2 separate regions of the Zea mays genome follow, and region 2 is linked to region 1. The links are chromatin contacts, called in public Hi-C maps. All regions are on one chromosome and are shown on one strand. Each heading gives the region's core, a stretch centred on a gene start, on an enhancer-like site or on the middle of the called end of the contact. The rest is flanking DNA. Distances are from core to core; before and after follow the strand shown. Region 1 holds the start of LOC100281873 (exodeoxyribonuclease V). Region 2 holds the start of LOC103647803 (zinc finger protein 7).

What was found. A called contact is a pair of places that touch in the nucleus more often than the background predicts.
Region 2: a Hi-C map of endosperm shows a contact between it and region 1, with 2.3 times the contacts expected there. The contact joins the promoter of LOC103647803 here to the promoter of LOC100281873 in region 1. A contact is called at or near these places in 2 of 25 Hi-C or Micro-C datasets (endosperm and tassel).

Annotation. Positions count from the first base shown.
Region 1 is chr2:215,350,672-215,354,243 of Zm-B73-REFERENCE-NAM-5.0, reverse strand. LOC100281873 (exodeoxyribonuclease V) reads right to left here and starts at 1,655. Exons shown (of 2, transcript NM_001154793.2): 1 at 488-1,655; 2 at 1-362. The coding sequence starts at 1,486. The coding sequence ends at 279.
Region 2 is chr2:215,943,848-215,947,419 of Zm-B73-REFERENCE-NAM-5.0, reverse strand. It overlaps LOC103647803 (zinc finger protein 7), which reads right to left and starts at 1,970. Exons shown (of 1, transcript XM_008672311.4): 1 at 909-1,970. The coding sequence starts at 1,662. The coding sequence ends at 1,108.

The DNA of each region.
Region 1 (3,572 bases), core at 406-2,905:
TTTCGAAGTTTCGCTGCAGACACACACACACCCAAAGTGGGTGGAAAGTGGAGGCGGAAGGGGAGCAAACGGAAGGTTTGGGTGGAAGAAATTACAAGGAGACTAGATACTTCTTCGATCGTCCGGACGACATCTCGCTTGAGGAAACTGTACACTCGCTGGCGGACGCAAACACGCTGTGCTTGGTATTTACACGCGCACGCCGGCCGGCCGGACGACCGGCGCCGGCTCGTCTCGCCGAAGAAGACAAGTGGGGGGGATGATTGGGAAGGAGGCCGTCACTCCGCCGCAACCACCGCCGCTGGTCGCGCGCGGAGGCTCGGGCTCCGCGGCTGCCGCAGCATCTCGACCAGCGACTCCGCCTGCGCAATCGGGGGAAAAAACGGAAGCGCATTAGTTTGCGAGTTAAGCTGAGACGGGCGAATTGATTGGATATTTCTGTTGAATGCGGGGAATAATGCGAGACGTGGCGTGTGTGTGTGTGTACCTTGGTTTTGAGCTTGGTGCGGGCGGAGGAGGACTGGGAGAGGGCGACGAGGGGCGGGATGGCGCCCTCGCGAGCGACCATGGTGCGGTAGACGGCGTTGTCCTCGCAGATCTGCAGGAGGCAGAGCGTGGCGATCTCCTTCTGCCGCGAGGTGCCGACCTCCACCATCTCGACCAGGACGGGGATGCCGCCTTCCTCCACGGCGGCGGCTCGGCCGTCCCCGGAGCCCAGGAGGGAGTGGAGGACGTACGCGGCCTTGTCCACCATGCCGGACTCCGGGTCGGCCATGAGGTCCAGCAGGGGCCGCACGGCCCCGGCCTCCACGGCGCGCTGCCGGTTCTCGCGCGCGCCGCTGCAGAGCGCGTACAGCGCCGTGGCGGCGTCCTTCTTCCCCCGCGCGCCGCCGGTCTCGAGGAGGGAGACCAGCAGCGGGAGGGCGCCCGCGCGGCCGATGGCCGCCGCGGAGGCGCCGTCGAGCTGGGACAGCCGGAGCAGCGCGCACGCCGCGTTCTCCCGCGCGGCGGGCGACGCGGCGGACTTGAGCGCGCGCACCAGCGGCCGTATCGCCCCCGCCTCGATGATGGCCGCCTTGTTCTCGTCGCAGAGGGAGAGGTTGAGCAGCGCCGTGACGCCGTGCTCCTGCAGCAGCGGGTCCGCGTGCGCCAGCAGCCTGACGAGCGGCCGGACGCCGCCCGCCGCCGCGATGCGGACCCGGTTGTCCGGGTTGTGCTTGGCCAGCAGCCGGAGCTCCATCGCCGCGCGGCGGAGCGAGTCCAGCGACGGCGACGGGCGCTCCAGCTCCGCCACGAGCGAGGAGATGGCGTCCTCCGACGCCTCGGACGCGCAGGAGAGCAGTAGGCGGTGGATGCCCGCGGCGGGCGTGAAGGAGAGGTCGTCGCTGCCGCACTCGCTGAAGGGCTCGGAGCAGGAGGAGTCCCCGCTGTCGCTGTAGCAGCTCGTGCTGCGCCGCCGCGGCGAGGTGGACGCGTCCGACTCCATCCCCTTCGGCAGCCTCGTATTGCGCGGCTGGTCTAAGAGCTGGAGCAAATGCCGGAAGGCGAGGCGAGGAGGAGGACGGCAGAGGAGCCCGAGTGGGGAATGGAATTCGGTTCTTTGCGTTTGGAATTGGATGGGGAGGCGGGCGAGCGAGCGGTGGCGACGCGACCAGCGAATGAAATAGGGATGGGTCGGGCGGGGTTAACCCTCTCGCGTTAACTAATCCACCCTTTAACTTTTTTGTCGGCTTCATCCTCTACCGGCAACTGCTGCCGTCAGATCCATATCGACCGGTGCTTGTCCGCCTCGTGACGAGTCCAATTGTGAGACACAGCGTGGGGCGCCCCGCGCCCGCCGTTGGATCGTGCCTCGGCAGGGGACCAGACCGCCCGACGTGACACGTGAGATGGACCCCGTCCGCGCGCGTGCGTACGGGCGAGGGGTGCACGTGAGGGCGGCAGGGCGCTTGCGGGTCGGGACAGGTCCACGTTGGCGTGCACCACGCTGGGCTGTCTCGGGTGGTGGGCTGGCAGCTGGCTACTGGCTTACATGGCGTTACGGCCTTACCCTTACGGGCCCGCATAGCAGTGAGTGACTCGCCTGAGGAATCCAACCTATCCTTTACAAGCCAGCATGGAGCGTTGTTGAAGCTCTGGTCTGGATTTGGCAAAGCATTGGCATTCCAAGCCGATAGATTACCTGAGATGCAGGGAGACTACAGTGTTAGCTAACTGACTCAACATTGTGTAGTTGGCTACTCCTCCTGTAGCACCAAATCGCTGCTTGGAGTTGGAGTTAAAACTGTTTTTTTTTCTTTACTAAGGGGAACTAATATCTTTTTTGTGCTGTACAAATTGCCGTAAAGTGTCAGGCTTGTGGGGGCACAAAGTGCCACGAGGGAAATGCGATTCTGATATATTACTGTACTTGCTCTCTACTGTACGTGCCCAGTAGACCAGTAGGCCATAGAATACGAAACTACCAACTGGCAGCAGAAGCATTCGCGGACTCGCGGTCGTCTGAAAATCCCACTTAGCCCAAGATCCTACGCGTGTTCGGTGTTCCGATTCCAAATTACTAACCAATGACCGAGAACACAGGGCCAAAAGTTCACGCAACCATTGGGGTCTTTTTTGCTCGAGAACAGTTCCGCTCGCCTCTACCCAAAAGGGATCCAGCCTCCTGCACGGGGAGAACGTCTGAAACGACCACGGGCCACGGCGACCACCAAGGCACCAACCATGGATGGGTGGAGGAGCCATGGAGAGCGAGAGCAAAAAGCGACTAAGCGAGTGAGCCTTTTGCTCGCGTCACTCTACAGCGAGGTGAAGAAAGTACACCGCGCTTGACCAATGACGAGAAGAAGGGAAACAACACCAACGCAACGCCAACCAACGCGGCTGTTGCTGCCGCACGTACTCACACCGGGCTCCTGCCTCTTTAAAATTGATTTGTGTATTTGACCTTGTGCGCTTCTGCCTCTGCGAGGTGGCTGCGTCACTTAGCACTAAACAGCGCGGCATCCTTCCTCTCGAGCCTTGACTCCGACTGACTCAATGGAAATGGAGTGAAGCGGTGCGTAATGACTTCTCAAAGGAGATAGCTCTTTGATTAATCATCGCCTGATTCCCATGGTTGCAGCTATTTCTCTCCCCCCCCCCCCCCTTTTTTACTGACTGACCAACTGTACTCTGTTTGACTTCGAAACCTCGCAGGTTATGTTAAATGACAAACAGATGTCTCTGGGTCTTGTCTCGCCATGGCGGCGCAGCACTCGCGTACACACAGGGGTGGTAATGTATCATGATTTAAATGTTTCTCTATAAATTGCTAGGGTTCTAAATTATGATCCAAATATATCATGATCCAAGTGTTTCTTTATTTCTATTGAATAGAAATAGAATTCAATCCTAACACGATCTGATCCTTACATTTTATAGTGTAAAATTTATATCTCATTATTAACCATACTTACATGGACGTAGGGCTGGACTAGACAAACAACTCTGACAGCGATCATGAATTACTACAGGAGTCCTGACATGGGAGATGCAGTGGATTGATTTCCCTGTTCATATCGCAACTGAGG
Region 2 (3,572 bases), core at 721-3,220, 590 kb before region 1:
CACCCACCATAAGTCATCCCGCTACATTACTTATCTGGGGCTGTTTCTCGAAGAAACTTTATTCTACCAGGCCAAGACAGACATTGATTTGGGCTGCTCAGAGGTGACAGACAACCTATAACTGAAAACAACTTTGGACCCTCTTGCCCCTGTTAACTGAAAGGCAGAGCTCGTGCCATGTTCTTTCCAGAAAAAAAATGACAGACATCAATTGTACAGTAGTTTGCTATATAGGCTCCAATTGCTCATTTGTCAAGCATACAAGCAACAATTGCATGAGATTTGGCTTCATTGAATCAATTAGCTATTTTAAGGTCCTGTTTGACACAACTTCATGAGTGCAGTGACTTTTTTTTCCAGATACTCTTTTTTTTTTGCAAACAACTTCATGAATTAAGTTTCTTAAAGCATGCTCTCACAAAGAAATAAGGTAAGGTGAAGCTAAAAATAGCTTTTCGCAGATTCACCTCCACTTGTGGGGTTTGTGAGAACATGTTTTAAGAAAATCTATATAAAAAGTTGTTTTGCCCTTAGAAGCCGGGAATGTGGCCACGTTCCTCGTTCCGGGAACGTTCGTCCATCCTGGAAATATGGGAACAATCTCATTCCCATAATGCTAAAACCTTATTTTAGTAGCATACTGCGTCCCATGTTCCTGTCCGTCGATCCCATCGAGATCCGGGAACTTGGTTACTAAGGTTTTGCCAAACGGTTCACTAAAACAGTTTTATCTTCATCGAGAAAGTTGCTCATGAAGGTGAGCCCCCCCCCCCCCCCCCCCCCACCACCACCACCCCACACACACAAAAACAACTTTGCTAGTGAAGTTGAGCTGTGCCAAACAGGGCCTAAATTTTAGCCAGTTGTAGGTTTGCAGTTGTAGATTGGTTGAATTTACACTAACTTGATCCAGTACAACCAAATTCATATAGCCTGCTGCAAGTGACAGCAGAGAAAATAAAGTTCAGTTGATGCACAAGTGTGAGGGCGGATTCAAACTTTTCATCCTCACCATGCATTTTATACTTGTTCACCCAACAGAAATTATGAAAAGATTACACTTCTCAGAAAATGCTTGTATGTAATGACCTATCTGCTTATTACAATCTACAAGCGCAGGGTCAAGTCAATATTTTTTTGCTCTATTTGCTTCTTGGACTCCTCTGAACTTGCTGTGAAGCTCCCTGTCCATACTAACCCTCCAGGTTCTTCAATTGCAAAAGGCATCCAGCTGCTCATTGGGCCTCCGTCGAATCTTGCTACAACAGCAGCAGCAGCACTTTCACCATGATCCTTGAGGATCGTGGAGTGGGAGTTCACTCTCAAAGGTTGGAGAAAGGAATCAGATGGAGGATTAAGGCCCGTCATCATCTGAAACCTGTATGGCTTTCTTGCTGCACACCTCTCCCTCTTGTGCGCATTCTGGTGCCCACCGAGGGCCTGCGAACTGAAGAACTTTCTCATGCAGTAGTTACAGGAGAAAGTCCTATGTGGAGTGGCCACTGGTTTCACCTCTCGAGGGGGCTTGGCTTCTTCACTTTTCGGCGCATCAAGACCCAGCTTCAGCCATGGTACCGCGGTACTATCATCAGCTAGACCAGCTTCGTTAGCTTGGTCTGCTGCTGACTTGTGCTCTTCCACACCATCAGGTACTCTATCCATTGCTCTCTCTTTGGAAGTAGCAGAAGAGGGGGGGGGGGTGGTCTCTGAAGTTTGGGTTATCGTTCCTCACCCTGCTTTGCTGTTGCTATAAAAAGAAGCGCATCGCAAGGGTCTGCGGGCAGCAATAATCCAGCAGAAAAAAAGGGCAAGCCCTCGGTGAAGTGGACCAGGCGGATATGCTAGTTTTGCAGTAGTGGCAAACATGGTGGTTCTTGTTATTCTTCGAGATGATATACTTGTCATGCGAAGTGACAGGCTTCAACAAACTTCAGTTTCACGTCCAGCTGATTCCCTATCAGGTTCGCACCTGCTCTAGATAGCAGCGTTACGCATTTCTATCAGGCACAGTCCTGCAACCTCGTGCAGGGCCACGACGACTGGATAGAGTTTCGCTATTCTGTGTCTGCCCTGTCGTTTGGGGAGCTATACTGCTCAGTGCTCACGTTTGGTTTTAAAACAAAACGACTTCTATACTGCATGTGGACTTTATTCAGAAGAAACATCAAGTTTTAGGTGGACTGAAGCAAGTTCTTTCCAGGTGATCTGTTTGGCTGACCCATAGCGTAGCATGCTTTACTGAGAGAGAGAGGTGCTATGCGCTATCGGTGCTTTGCTAGTCATCTTTGAACTTATCGCAACTCTCACCCATGCTCTCTTTTTGTCTCTTGAGGCTCAGGCACGGACGCTTGGCATTATTCAACACTAAAAGCCTAGCTCTCAAGCTGCACCACCACGTGAGTGGATTTCAGGTGACATGCATGCAATGCAAGCAAGTGCCGTTGCCACTTGTTGCTAGCCAAAGCCTACATGCCATTAACATTGGACAGGCAGACACTCTGGGAGGTAAAGAACAGAAGCTTTCTGCTGAGAAGCAAGTGGGTGGGTGACGCACTCAAAGCGCAAATAATGATTATGTTTTTCTCTATGCAGGATACGGCGTCTCCTTTTAACTCGTAATCGTACCCTGGCAGCGGCCCAATCCGGACGAGAGGGCGTGGCCGTTTGCGAGGCTCGTCGTGCCAGGGCACAATTATATCTGCAGCTGTGTGGTTACTCATCCTCATCTTGTTACACTTACACAGTGGTACATTTTTTTATAAATATTGTCAATTATATCTGCAGCTGTAGTCGCCAGCTGCTGAGCATGGTTTTTTGTTCCATTCCATGTGTTCTTTCGTCCATCATCTTGGGTGGACGAAATGTCATCTCTGGCTGCGAACCGGCTCTGCGAGCGACCCGGTGCGGTGTGCTGTTCCAATGCAAGTTCCATGATTTCTATTCCGATGTGCTTTGTCACAGTCTCCCCCCATGCGTACCTTCCAGTTTATATGGTCGTGTTTTGCATATTTTCTGTTTATGAAGTGGAATTTCAATTTGAAATAAGAGACCGCTGGAGGTAGAACTGTCATTCACCAAATGCGTGATCAACTGATCATGCATGCAGCACCGGAGTCTGGAGCCACCAACAGCCACGTTGGAGATTGTTGCTGACCGGGTCCATTAGCCTCGTGGGCTTTAAAGGTGGTGAGTTGTAAAGCAGGCCGTCACTCTTCAAGCCCGCAGTGCCCTACCCGCTCTAAAGCATTGGGCCACGACTCCTTTTGGGCTGAAAGGCCGACTCGCACCGGGTGGGCTTTGCCCATCCAAAAATAACCATCCTAACTTGCCGCCCCACAGTGCTGGAAACCTCGCTTCAGCTTCGGCCAGGTGATGCCACTTCTACTTCTTCTTCTTCTTCGCTGATGTAAGTTGTAATTGTAACCATAGTGCTCTACTTTTTTAGCCAAATGAAATAAGTCTATCTACCAAAAGAATCAGGCCATTTATTATAACGTAATAACAGTAACGAGTAAAATCAACTTATAACTTAATTCTAGCACTATTTAGCCATCCAATGCAAAAGGAAGAAG